Regions from separate parts of the Mus musculus genome. Here regions 2 and 3 are each linked to region 1. The links are chromatin contacts, called in public Hi-C and promoter capture Hi-C maps. All regions are on one chromosome and are shown on one strand. Each heading gives the region's core, a stretch centred on a gene start, on an enhancer-like site or on the middle of the called end of the contact. The rest is flanking DNA. Distances are from core to core; before and after follow the strand shown. Region 1 holds the start of Bcas3os1 (breast carcinoma amplified sequence 3, opposite strand 1). Region 2 has its middle 12 kb from the start of Tbx2. Region 3 overlaps Bcas3 (breast carcinoma amplified sequence 3).

Region 1 (3,752 bases), core at 404-2,903:
CCCAAAATTCCCATGAACACATCACAAAATGGATTAAGTATTATAGCAGAAAGATGCTCACTCCTTACGCCCTGGCCTTCTAATAAGGGTGATGGGCCTGGGATATGCCCTCTGTCATGTGTTCTGGTCTTACAGGGGAGGAAACAGAGAACACTGGCCAAATATTGACCACTGACTGTCCCATCCTGTTGTAGCATATGGACTTGTGTTTGTAATTCCTCTGAGATAAGATTTTTACCATCCCTTGTAATTTTATTAATCCATTCTAGACTGACAGATGTTGCCATGAGCCTTGAGCTCTTGAGGATTCTTGTTTCATTTCTGATTAGATGATGAGTTTCCTTCTTAAACCCAAGGGTCTATGTATGCACAGCCCTTCTCTCCTAAAGAGCTTGTTTGGGTGCCAGAAAGAACCTTGCTGTTCCCTGGCTGGTACTGGATATCACTTTTCTATATCTGAGCCCTTTCTAACTGGTTCCCTCTTGCAAAGGTAGCACCCAGTATGCTGTCAGTGCTGAAGTAGTAGCAGCTGCTAGATGGGTTTTACTTTTACTTGTGTTTTTATTTTGAAGGGACCTGAGGATAATAAGGGGTGCCCAGAGGACTAATCTGTGGATCTCCATTCTTCTCGAGAGCACACAGAATTTGAGAACACTGAAACTGAGCCAGATAATGACCCAGAGGTCTGCTAAATGTTCCAGGGTGGTTGGCTCTTTGTTCTCACTTATTAGAGTCCAGCTCCGCCTTTCATAGCACAGTAATTGCTGCAGGGCTTGGGCCCAGGTGATCTGTCTCACAGGCCAAGCTGAGGTTGTCTGTTACCGTCCTTTACCGGTCTCTGGCAACAATGGGAAGTGCTACCCCTGAAAGCAGGTTGGTTAGCATCTGGAGCTCAATGAACCTGTTGAACTTTTCCAGCCATTTTGTTTTTTCCTTTCCATCAACCTACTTCTAAGAGGCTCATGTTCTGTTCCAAGGGCACCAGCCTTCGAGTGGGCACTTGTCCATTCCTGGCCTAGGGCAATCAGGTTGGAGATCTCCCGTAGACACCAGACACCCCCTATCTCTCCAACTCTCCTGTTGGCTGATCCCCTTAGTGCTTCTAGGGCACTTGAGGTCATCTTTTGTCCAAAGGAGTGCCACTGTGGCATCTCACCGAGCAGGACTGTGGGTACTCTCCCCATTGCTTTGGACAGACTTGACAATGCCTCTCTGTGTTAAGCACTGTGCGCAGCTCCCTCGAAGTAGGCTGTCATCAGTCCTCACATTTGCCCTGCCGCGGCTGTTCATACACCCGTTTCACAGGTGAGTGTAGGAGAAGTGAAGTAACTTGCTGACGGGTGAGCCGAAAGACCTGGAAAGTCTCCTTCTCCCGCTCTTTACAGAAAGCCCCTGAGACCCCGGTGGTGATTCGTTTACACCAGTGTCCTCAGAGATTCCCAGGTCGCCAATTCAGTGATATGAGCCGAATGCATACAAGAGTTAGTGTGAAAACAGATTGCCACCGCCTTACAAGAAAGTCAGAGAAGCCAAAGTACATTCGACAAATTGGAAGTGAAAAGCTCAAGTAAAAATATTCAGTTTAAGATCATGCGCTGGTACTTACATGAGGTCTATGGAAAATGAGGGAGCCAGCATCGGGTTTCTGGAATATGCAATTTTACAATGGGAACGTGTTATAAAATGTTCAGCCACTGTTGTTTGCCTTGGAATTTAGGGTGAGAGACATGACGGCTGACAACTCTCTTCCTGTTGTAGGTCAGGGCTTCAAGGAACTCTGTAATCTTCCCACCAGCTTTCTTCTCTCCTGGAACTCACGGGTAAAATTAGATGCTGGCTGGACTTCAGTAGTTGAAGGCTTTCAGAAGCCAAGTCAGACAACTGCAACGGCTGCTCTCTCACAGCCCCACGTCGGGAGACACTCTGTACAGACTAACACAGTTTAGTAAACTGATAAGTGTCCTGACAGTCACTGCGTAATAAACAAAACAATGCCACAGGCGTAGAAGGGAGTTGCCTTCCTGTGGGTAACCTCAGAAACAGGGCAGGCTTGGGGGTCTCTCTATTCACATCTCTCTGTTGCTCCCCAAATGTGATGTATACTAAGCTTAAAAAAACAAAAACAAAACAAACAAACAAACAAACAAACAAAAAAACCCTAGACACCCCATGTGAAGATTCAGTTGGAATTGTTTTATGCATTTGAATAGACTCTGAGAGGCAGACATGGTGAAAGGGGTGTGGGAAGAGACCATTGAAAGAGTGAGTGTGCTCTGCTCGCAACCCAGCCTCGGACACATTTATCTAATTTGACACATTTTGCCTGGAAGTCACAGGAATAGACTGAGGTCCCCACCCCACCCCCCCTTGCCCGACTCAGAATATAAAGAGCCAGAGACTAAAACCAGACTAAAAAGGGCTAACCCATTAGGGAAGTACCTCCCTGGGGAGCGGGTGGGCAGGGGAAGGAGGTTAGATGGCAGTTATTAAACACTGAATCAAGAATCTGCTCTGCAGAGCTGCTGCCCCGGGAAGCCTTTCTTCCCAGGCTGAGGCCTGAGCTGGCCAGGAGCAGGGGCTCTGCTTATTCTCCGCTGCAGGATGCTACCCCTTGACCCTTTATAAGGCAGCCTTGCTTGATTACTCCTTTTAATTCCAGGCTCAAAACAGCTTGTAAAGTTGTGTTGTTTTTTCTTTTTATCATTCCTCCCCAGATTGTGTGGGCCACACTGTAGCAAGATTTCCCCTCTGTCCACATCTGTTTTCCAACCTCATTACTCTTCAGTTATTACATTAAAAAAAAAAAAAAGCTGTTTATTTCTTCCCTGCATGTTTTCCCCCCGAGTTTCAAAACCTAAAATGGTAACTGATGTGCTGTTGGATGGGACCATCTTCATGATCTCGGGTGGACATGCTGGTCTTCGCATAAATGCACAGGAATAGATTGAACCTTCTTGTTTGAACTAGCTATGCCTGAGTCAGGGGTCACAGCTGGGCCAGAGCCTGGCAGGCTTCTGGTTCTAGAATCTGGGCACAGAGGTTCATGCTTAATCGCCCTTGAACTTGAGAGGCTGAGACAGGAGGATCAGAAGTTTAAGAGCACCTTGGCTACCTCCAGTATTCTAAGGCTAGCCTGGACTACCAACGCCTCGAATGTGTTCTTTCGGAGGTATCCGGAGATGGCATAGCAACTGGTGTGGCGTTAGCATGACTCTTCGGCACTTTAGGCTTAGTTTAACGATTCAAAGATAGAAGGAAACAGGCAGAGCCCTAGTGTTTAGGGTGGGCTTTGTTTTGGTTTTATGAAGCCAGAGGTGGTTTTGTTCTTTAGGGGGGTTGTTTTGTTGGTTTTCCAAGACATGTTTTCCCTCAGTAGCCTTGGCTCTAAGCCTCTGTCTCCTGAGCACTGATATTAAAGGTGTGTGCCACCACCTGTCACTTGAGGTTTCTTTTATGAAGAGAAATGAAACAAGGGTGTCTATTCACACCATTTCTATGCGAGCTATACAGTATATTGAGAAAAGGTAAGAAATGGAGAGAGACAAAGCTAGGTATGGTGACTTGAATCCCAGCCCTCAGGAAGCAGAAGCAGGCAGATCTCTATGAATTCAAGGCCAGCCCCTATATACATAATGAGTTTTAGGCCAGCCATGGCTACAAAGTGAGACCCAGTCTCAAAAACAAAAGACAAACAAAATAAATTGAAAGGACAAAGCTGAACACTCATCTTTCTGCCTTGGCCTCTCTAGAGG
Region 2 (3,752 bases), core at 497-2,996, 120 kb after region 1:
CAGGAGGTTTTGACGTCCAACCCCAAAAGATTGCCTTGTTAGACATTGTGAACCTCTGGGGCGTGTATGACTTTCCACTCGCCCGGGGACATCAGCAATGATTTGAAGGGCAGAGTGAAGATGTAGGTAGACTTGAAAGTTTCAGGAACTCCTAATGCTCCGAACACCTTCCTGGGCTGACACACTTACAAGGAAAAAACTTTGTCCAACTCCTCTGAGACAGGGCTGCCTCAAGTTTCCCTGGGTAGAGAGTGTGGAGTGTGCGCGCGCGTGCGTGTGCGTGCCTGTGTGTAGATGGTCTCATCCCAACCGTAGGTGAGCTATGGCTCCCCTGTTCTGCTCCGCCTGGACTGATTAGGCAATGTGGTTCACGAACCAAGCAGGAACAAGGAAAGTCCCTCCCTACTTCGCATAGAGTCTCTCCCTATCTCTACGTTTATTTGAGGTCACTTTGGGTTGAAACTCCCCGTAAAAAATAAAAATAAAAAATCCCAAAGCAACGTGTGCACTGGCATCTTGCTGCCTCTCGCTTTCAACCAGGAAAGAATGCCGAGAGTTTGGCTGTGGGGCCCCCTCGGCCTGCGGACACCAGGGGGCAGCACACGCGGTGGTGGGCAGGGCCGCAGCAACTCGGGTCTGGTGTTATTTCCGAGCCTGCAGCGCGGCTTGGAGAATCCTCCCGCTCCCCTGCTTTCGGCCGTACACACCCCCCTCCCGGGATTGCCACTACAGTGCTCCGCTGGGCCCCAGCTGCAAGGCCAAGTGCGGCTTGGGGAATCCTGCAGCTGACGGGCTGGGCCTTGTCCCAGACAAAGGCCTGGCCACTCCCAGGCCCAATTAAGCCACCAGCCTTCCCAGCCTTCCAGTCTTCATTGTCTCTGGGGGTCGCCAATTAGCTCAAGCGCCCGTGTACCCGCTGCCTTAACCCTTCAGGACCTGCCCAACCAGGGCCATTGGATGGCAAATCCGTCAGCAGAGAGGAGTGTGTGAGCGATGGGTATCGAGGGGCTTCTGAGGTCTGTTAAGTGGGTGACCAAGGGGCCTCTGAGGTCTGTTAAGTGGGTGACCAAGGGGCCTCTGAGGTCTGTTAAGTGGGTGACCAAGCGTGTCGCCAAGAGACTCAATGGGGAGTGTGGGGTCTTAGAGAACTGTGCTGGTTTAGGACTGGGTGTGATAACACCCGAGAACTCGAAGATTCAGCATTTGGAGCCTTCGTGAGACCCCTAGCAGCGCAACTGAATAGATTCCGAGATGTTGGACACTGCATTTTCCACGCGGTTAATCCGAGGCTTCCGAACCCTCGAGCCATTTCTTCCTTCCAAACTTCCCGCTGCGGTGCAGAGCTTCTGAGCCTCGGCAGAAGGCCCTGTCCTCCTGGAGGGCGTTGAACCGGGTTCAGCCTCCCCAGCCCACTGTGGATTCACTGACGCGGGGAGGAGCACGCCGCGGCGCGACAGCGATCCCGTCCCGCCTGAGCTCGGGCCCCGCCCCGCCTGGGCTCTGGCCCCGCCCCCCGCTTCTCTAGGTGAAGGCCGCCGCGGAGGGAACGGTTTGGGAGAGATCAGAATTGCAACTCTGAGCCCTCCTTCCTACCTTGGGAGCGACCCTAAATCCAACTTCGTTTCCTTTTCCCATTCTCCTTCCGCCTCTCCGCCCTTGACCGAGAAGTTTGGAACACTCTCCCGGTAGGCTGAGTCCAGCCAACGATCAAGAGTCAGCGGGGAGAACGACCCCGTGCGTTGGAGGGGGCTGGGCGCTCCGGGTGATCTCAGGGCATTGTGTCGCGTCCTCTGGAGAGCAGACAAGTTACCCACCAGGGAAAGTGTTGGTGCCCGGATGACTGTTTTCCCCTCCGAGTTTCTTTTAGGCTCCCTTGGGGTGCGTGTCTGTCCATCGGGTTTGATGGGCTAAGGACCCCGAACTCACTTGGCTGCTCCGGACTCGGGAGCCTTCCCAGGTCCCAGGCCTCAGGAACTCCCCACGTTCCCACGAGATGGCGCTCCAGGACAGGGCCCGGTCAAGCAGCCGGCCAGCACTCCCTGCCAGAGCCCAAGGTGCAGTGAGTCCAGAGAAATGGGCACGGAGAGGGATCTCAGATCCACTGTAGGTCCAGGCCCAGGGACTTGAGTGGGCTGCCGACTGCGGGCACCGACGAGGGAGCTCAAAACTTAATGTGGGTTTTTCTCTTGGAGCTGCCCTGCAGTGCCAGCTCCTAGAAGCTATGGTCTTCGATGTGCCTGGCTGGACTCAGATTCTTCTTGGGACAGGGAAGGCGCTTGCCTCTGGCTTTCCTGGCCTCTTGGAAACACAGTCAGGGCTGGGATCTATGAGCACTGGAAAACACGCCTCTGGCCCTTTTGGAGTGTGAAGCTCCACTGAACCATGCAAGCTTGGGTGTAAGTGTTGGCTAAGACATTCCTCAGCTCCTACCTCCACCTCCTCAGCTCCTCAAGGTCACACGAAGAGACTGTTAGGTATGCACCAGGGACCAGTGCACTTGAGGACCAAGGGTTAAATCTTACAAGACAACCAAAGGTCTTGAGGAGGCTTTGGGTCTTCAGTAGTTCCCGAAGATGCTAAGTAAGAAGGACTCAGAAGTGAGCCACCAGAGTTTGAGTCAGGTTTGAGTCGGATGCTCGTGGGTAAAGAGGGGAAACCTGATCACTAACAAATGGCACACTCAGAGTGGGGAAAATTTGGGGGAGCTAAGTACCAAAGATGCCAGCAGCTCGACAAACGGGCAGAATAAGTCTACATACGCTTTTTAAGAGCACACGGATAGAAACCTGCCCAGTTCCCATCAGTCTTGCATCTCTTCCTTAGCCAGCAACTTGTTGCCTCCCCCCAGCCAGAGTCTCGGCACCTTCAAGGCATACCAGAGGATAGGATGAGACCTTTGGTAATCTAACAGTCACTTGATGCCCATCTATTGCAAAGCAGATGTTCAGTAGGAAAACTGAATGAGAAGTTCAAAGCCAACCTTTGCCTCTAGCCATGAGATCCTGAACAGTACGACTCTCTTTTCTGAGCTCCAGGATCCCGGTTGGCAAAGTAAATGGTGTGGACCAAACCCAAAGTGATATGTGAGAGACTAGTTGAAACGTTCCCCTCCCCGACATCAAAGGCTCCTGAACAAGGACCTAACCCTTGAGGAACCTGGGCCTGAGACATAGGCAGAGCCACTCACAGACCTTGGGAACTTTGACTGTTGCTAAGCTTCTTGGACTGGGGTCAGGATTGGTGGCCTGGATGAATTCCCGATTAGGAAATAGCATTCCAGGTTCTGAAACCCTCGGGGAACCAGCTGGCTCCAGCTGCCTCCAGTCCCTGTGGGATGTGGCTGTCACAGTTCAACCTTCCCACCAAGCACAGTTGGGAGGGGGCACATCCTATGGGTTGTGAGGTGACTCTGGCCTCCAGCACCATGGGGTTGCTGACAGACTGAATGCAGGTTCTCCCCAAGGAGAGAAAACGGTACCAGTGGAGGGTCTTCTGAGGCCCCTTCCTAAAGGGTATCCCCTAGATCTGGGCTATTTACATGGGCTCAATCCTTCCCTGAACTGAAGGCTTGATGGTATTCAGAGTACTTTCTCATGAGGGCTCGCTCTCAGTGAAGGCTAAGTCAGGGGCAGTATAGTGACCATGAACCGCGGAGGATGACATTGGGGTTCAGAGAAATGAAGGGTTCCAGGATTTCCAGTAAATAAAGGAAAAGGCTCTTTCACAATTCAGTGAGCAGGGCCCTTGGCAGC
Region 3 (3,752 bases), core at 727-3,226, 110 kb before region 1:
GAGAAGTCTCTGATTTTGGAAAACAATTGGAGAGCCTTTCTATTTTCATTACTTTTAATTCCAAAGACTACTTCATAGTGTTTGCCCAGGCTGGCCTCAAATGTCTTACATTTAAATGAAAATACTCAAACACTTTCTGCAGGTTTAGGCAGAACTATCCTGTGGAGATGGCAAGTGGGTCCCTAACACGTCCTGTACTGAGAGCTCTGTGAGTGAGGCTATAGTGTCCCCAGCCTCTCTGCATGTGACATTAAGCTGTACTGTTGTGTGCGTTCCTTTCCAGTGTACAGGCTGCCTCAGTGCCACTACTCTCTGTTCTCAGGCATCGGAAGATCATTCATAGAGGTGCACCACGACTCCCCAAAAGTTCATGCAGCTGGTTGAGCTCTCTACTTTGATGGAGCTCTTGGTGATTGTTGCTGAAGACATTTTTATGATAGTTTCATGGATATTTGATGAAATTCTCAGTTAACAGCTAATGAAATGCACGGTTGCAAATGCAACTCTTAGTTTTGCTGGTTAAGGATGGGGCATTACAGCATCGTTCTGTGAATGGCTGAGAAGATCCGTTATCCCCAAGGCAAAATGTACAGGCACAGAAGTGAAACTCTCTTTATGTTCAACCAAGCTTTTCCAGATCTCACAGCTATGATTTATTCTGTGCTCTCTCCAAAGACTTCCAGAACGTCTTCCTTTACATAGCTTTATCCATTGGAGGAAAAGTTAAAATTCTTGCCCTCCCCATCTAATGCTGGGGGTGAGCTTTTCTGTGTGCTTCCGTAGCTGCCTTAAAATCTCTGGAATTTCAAGGAAGAAGTAGAAAAACAGAGTTCACCTTTGCATGAATGTTCAGAATTTATGATTTCTCTAGTTAGGGGCTTGAGCTTCTGCTGGGCTGGTGCTATGGAGACTCGTGTATATTGTGGGATATGTATGGAGTGGAGCAGTAATAAATTCTGAATGAATCTTTTGGTTTTTACTTAAGATTACTTTATCCTTAAAACTAATGTTTCTGTAACCTCTGACCAAGTACAGAAGATCCAGCATACTTCCAAGGGTGAAATTTTTCCTCGCCTGTTGCAAGCAGCGTAACTCATTCCAGTTGTGCCGGTGACTGCCTTGCGTGCATCAGAACTGTATTCATAAACTCCAGACCATCACCAGGCCAGAACACCATCCTTTAGTATTATTTACCTTCTGAGGGGGAGAAAAAGAAAAGAAAGTGATTGTGGTCCGTTATCTGTGTGCAAACCAAGGCCTTTTATTAAATGTCTCCACCACCACCCCCCCTTTCTTTAGTGAAAAACTGAAGGACAACAGTCATTATACGATTTTGTATTTTAAGTATTTTCATAATCCAACATAAATTGGCCCACCCAAGGATTATGTCTGCCTTGTAAGATGTGTTTATATAGCCATTGGGTGAAAGATTGCAGAAGTTGAACCACTGGTTTTGAAAGTTGAGCCAGGCCAGGGAAAATCAGGATACAATTTGGCACTTACGGAGACGAAATGATTTCCTTTTTAGCTGTTGATTTCTACTGGGAAATGTATCCTTGGACTGAAAATTGCATCCGGAAAAATGTTTATGTAGCGTTTTTTCAAGTGACTGATTATTCTTCTAACCTTTAACATGAACTGTGTCTAATTTTGGTCTTTCTTAACTCTTTCAGAACCAGGCCTTTTCCTTTGTAGGAAGCAATACAAATTCATGTTATCACTTTGCATGCAGAAGTATGTTATTTGCAGGACACCAATATTGTCAAATGTGTTAAGATTTCTTTCTGGGCTATTTACCCAAGCAGTCAGTAAAACACCCTGGATTAACCTCCCTTATCACAGGCTCTTAAGTTTTATATTAATGCATACCTTTAGAGATTAGGTCAGTCCACTTGAACAGCCATATGTCCTGCCTCTCTCCCTGTCTAACCACCACACATGAGGTAGAAGCTCTTTGACGTTTTCATGGGTGATATCTGACCCATGGTGCACGGACAAAGTTCAGTGCTTGCTAGATTTTCTCTTGTACACTCAGTGACCTCTCTGGCCAAGCTTTTGCTAAATCTTGTCTATTTTGGGCTCTATCTCTATGCAAAGGCCTGGGTTGATGGACGATTTAGTGTTCAGTTATCTCAGATGTCTATGACAGGGTGGCCTTGGTGATTATCTCTGTCCATTGCTCCTGTTCTAGTAGTGCTGTACAATGAATGGCTTCCAGCTACATTGTCTACTTGTAATTAATTCCCCAACTGCACCAGCTACATTATCTTATCATGATACCATATCATGTCCTAATGATGAGCAACACAGTGTATGCAGAGCCCTGTGGGATACAGTGGAACTTCAGTTTCACAGGGATTCCAAGGCCCATTTGTCTGAATTTCCCAGAGATGGAAATGAACAAGTTACCATAGTACAGAGTAGACTGATCCCTAATCTGAAATCTACCACTCAATACATTGGGGTATTGGAATATTTAGGAGGTTTTGATTAGGAATATTTAATTAATTAAGCCTGCATATATATTCTAGAATGCAAGATACTCTGACCCTGAGCAGTTTAGATGAGGTCTGTTAAGGCTGGTATGGTATGAAACCCATGTTCAGTACTTAAGTGTCCCTCCCTTCTTCCTTCCCTCCCTCCCTCCCTTCCTCCTTCCCTCCCTTCCTCCCTCCCCTCCCTCCTGCCCCCCTCCCGTCTCCCTTCCTTTTTCTTATTGCTTTATTGTTGAAGAAAGGAGACAAAATGAGAATTGTATTGATAATTGCACATTCACACACAACCTCTGCTATCCAAAAAGGACAAGCCAAGAAGCACACTCCTGAACACTGTGCAGGGGACGCCCTTCTATTCGGTACCCCTCTGAAGGAGGAACCTGCAGCGCATTTGTGTGGCATAGTGGAAGACACTCCTCAGAGAAACACCACAATTCCCCCTGAGCTTGGAAAAAGTGATTAAAGAATTCGAACGTAATTACCTCAAGTTTGGCTTTTCTTTTAAAGGACCCATTCATCTTAGAGATTCCCTGATAATCTAAGTCTGACAGCTGAATCCGTTTTTTTTTTTTTTTTTTTTTTTTTTTGGGAAGCCTTCCACCAGTAGAAGTGTGAGCAAGGATAAGCGCATAGAAGCAGTCCTACAGGAGGCCTGAGTGGAGTCAGCTTTGGCTTCTCTCAGGTTCTGTGCATGATTCAGAAGCAGGAGGTGATTTTAGTGGGTGTGCAGAGTCTCCTTTAGGTCCAGGCTTGACTTGGTGATACACAAGGTAGTGAAGTGCAGAGTGTGTGGGGCACCAGGAGGCATTCAGACAAATCACACTGCCTCTGTCGCTGCTTACAACTATGCAGTTGTATTTCAGAGACAGAGAAGTGATGGACAGATCTTCAGCTCTTCTCTGTTCTGAGTCCCTGAATGGCCATAGAAAGTTCCCAGCACTTGAAGAAAGGATGTAGGAAAAGAGCAAGCCAGCGAGTGTGCAGGGTGTGCAGCAGAATCTCTTGGCTTCTTTGTGTTGCCTGTGCACCATCATGTCCGACATCTGGAAGGCGACGGCATGTCTGCCGTCTCCTCCAGCATGGTTGTGCGTCTGCATCATTGTTCTAGCTGGTACATTTCTTTTCGTTTTTTTTCCCGGGGGGTGGGGGGAAAAGGGCAACTTTTGGTCTGTCACAGGGTCAAGTGATGATTAGTGGTTCCATCTCCCCTAAACACGTGACTTGCCCAGGAAAGCTAAGTCAGTTTCCAAAAATTTG

The links. Promoter capture Hi-C pulls out the DNA fragments that hold promoters and counts their contacts. Hi-C and Micro-C count contacts between places; a contact is called where the count stands out from the background.
Region 2: a contact with region 1 is called in a Hi-C map of 8-cell embryo, with 2.0 times the contacts expected there. The contact joins the enhancer-like site here to the promoter of Bcas3os1 in region 1. A contact is called at or near these places in 20 of 39 promoter capture datasets (the 3T3-L1 cell line, 3T3-L1-derived adipocytes, the C10 cell line and 11 more), 6 of 15 datasets of contacts at CTCF or cohesin (embryonic stem cells, large pre-B cells, pro-B cells and 1 more), 61 of 484 Hi-C or Micro-C datasets (8-cell embryo, the BV-2 cell line, ECoMG myeloid progenitors and 27 more), 24 of 115 datasets of contacts at active chromatin or transcription factors (the HPC-7 cell line, bone marrow-derived macrophages, cardiomyocytes and 9 more) and 1 of 9 other capture datasets (embryonic stem cells).
Region 3: a promoter capture Hi-C map of liver shows a contact between it and region 1, with 2.1 times the contacts expected there. The contact joins the enhancer-like site here to the promoter of Bcas3os1 in region 1. A contact is called at or near these places in 3 of 39 promoter capture datasets (cranial neural crest and liver), 1 of 15 datasets of contacts at CTCF or cohesin (the NIH/3T3 cell line), 1 of 484 Hi-C or Micro-C datasets (nephron progenitors) and 2 of 115 datasets of contacts at active chromatin or transcription factors (bone marrow-derived macrophages and fibro-adipogenic progenitors).

Annotation. Positions count from the first base shown.
Region 1 is chr11:85,718,091-85,721,842 of GRCm38.p6, forward strand. It overlaps Bcas3os1 (breast carcinoma amplified sequence 3, opposite strand 1), which reads right to left and starts at 1,654. Exons shown (of 6, transcript NR_045875.1): 1 at 1,607-1,654. The region is part of intron 22 of Bcas3 (breast carcinoma amplified sequence 3); the gene reads left to right. RefSeq lists an enhancer at 1-3,752.
Region 2 is chr11:85,842,820-85,846,571 of GRCm38.p6, forward strand. No RefSeq gene overlaps it. Among named protein-coding and RNA genes, the nearest start is that of Tbx2, 12 kb to the left of the region's middle. Within about 2 kb of position 1,747, at least 171 of the 459 cell types and tissues checked have an H3K27ac peak or open chromatin away from gene starts, as enhancers often do. A contact at or near this core is called in 8-cell embryo, ECoMG myeloid progenitors, the HPC-7 cell line and 17 more, where this site is marked.
Region 3 is chr11:85,611,740-85,615,491 of GRCm38.p6, forward strand. All of the region lies in intron 22 of Bcas3 (breast carcinoma amplified sequence 3), which reads left to right. Among named protein-coding and RNA genes, the nearest start is that of Bcas3os1, 110 kb to the right of the region's middle. Within about 2 kb of position 1,977, at least 4 of the 459 cell types and tissues checked have an H3K27ac peak or open chromatin away from gene starts, as enhancers often do. A contact at or near this core is called in liver, where this site is marked.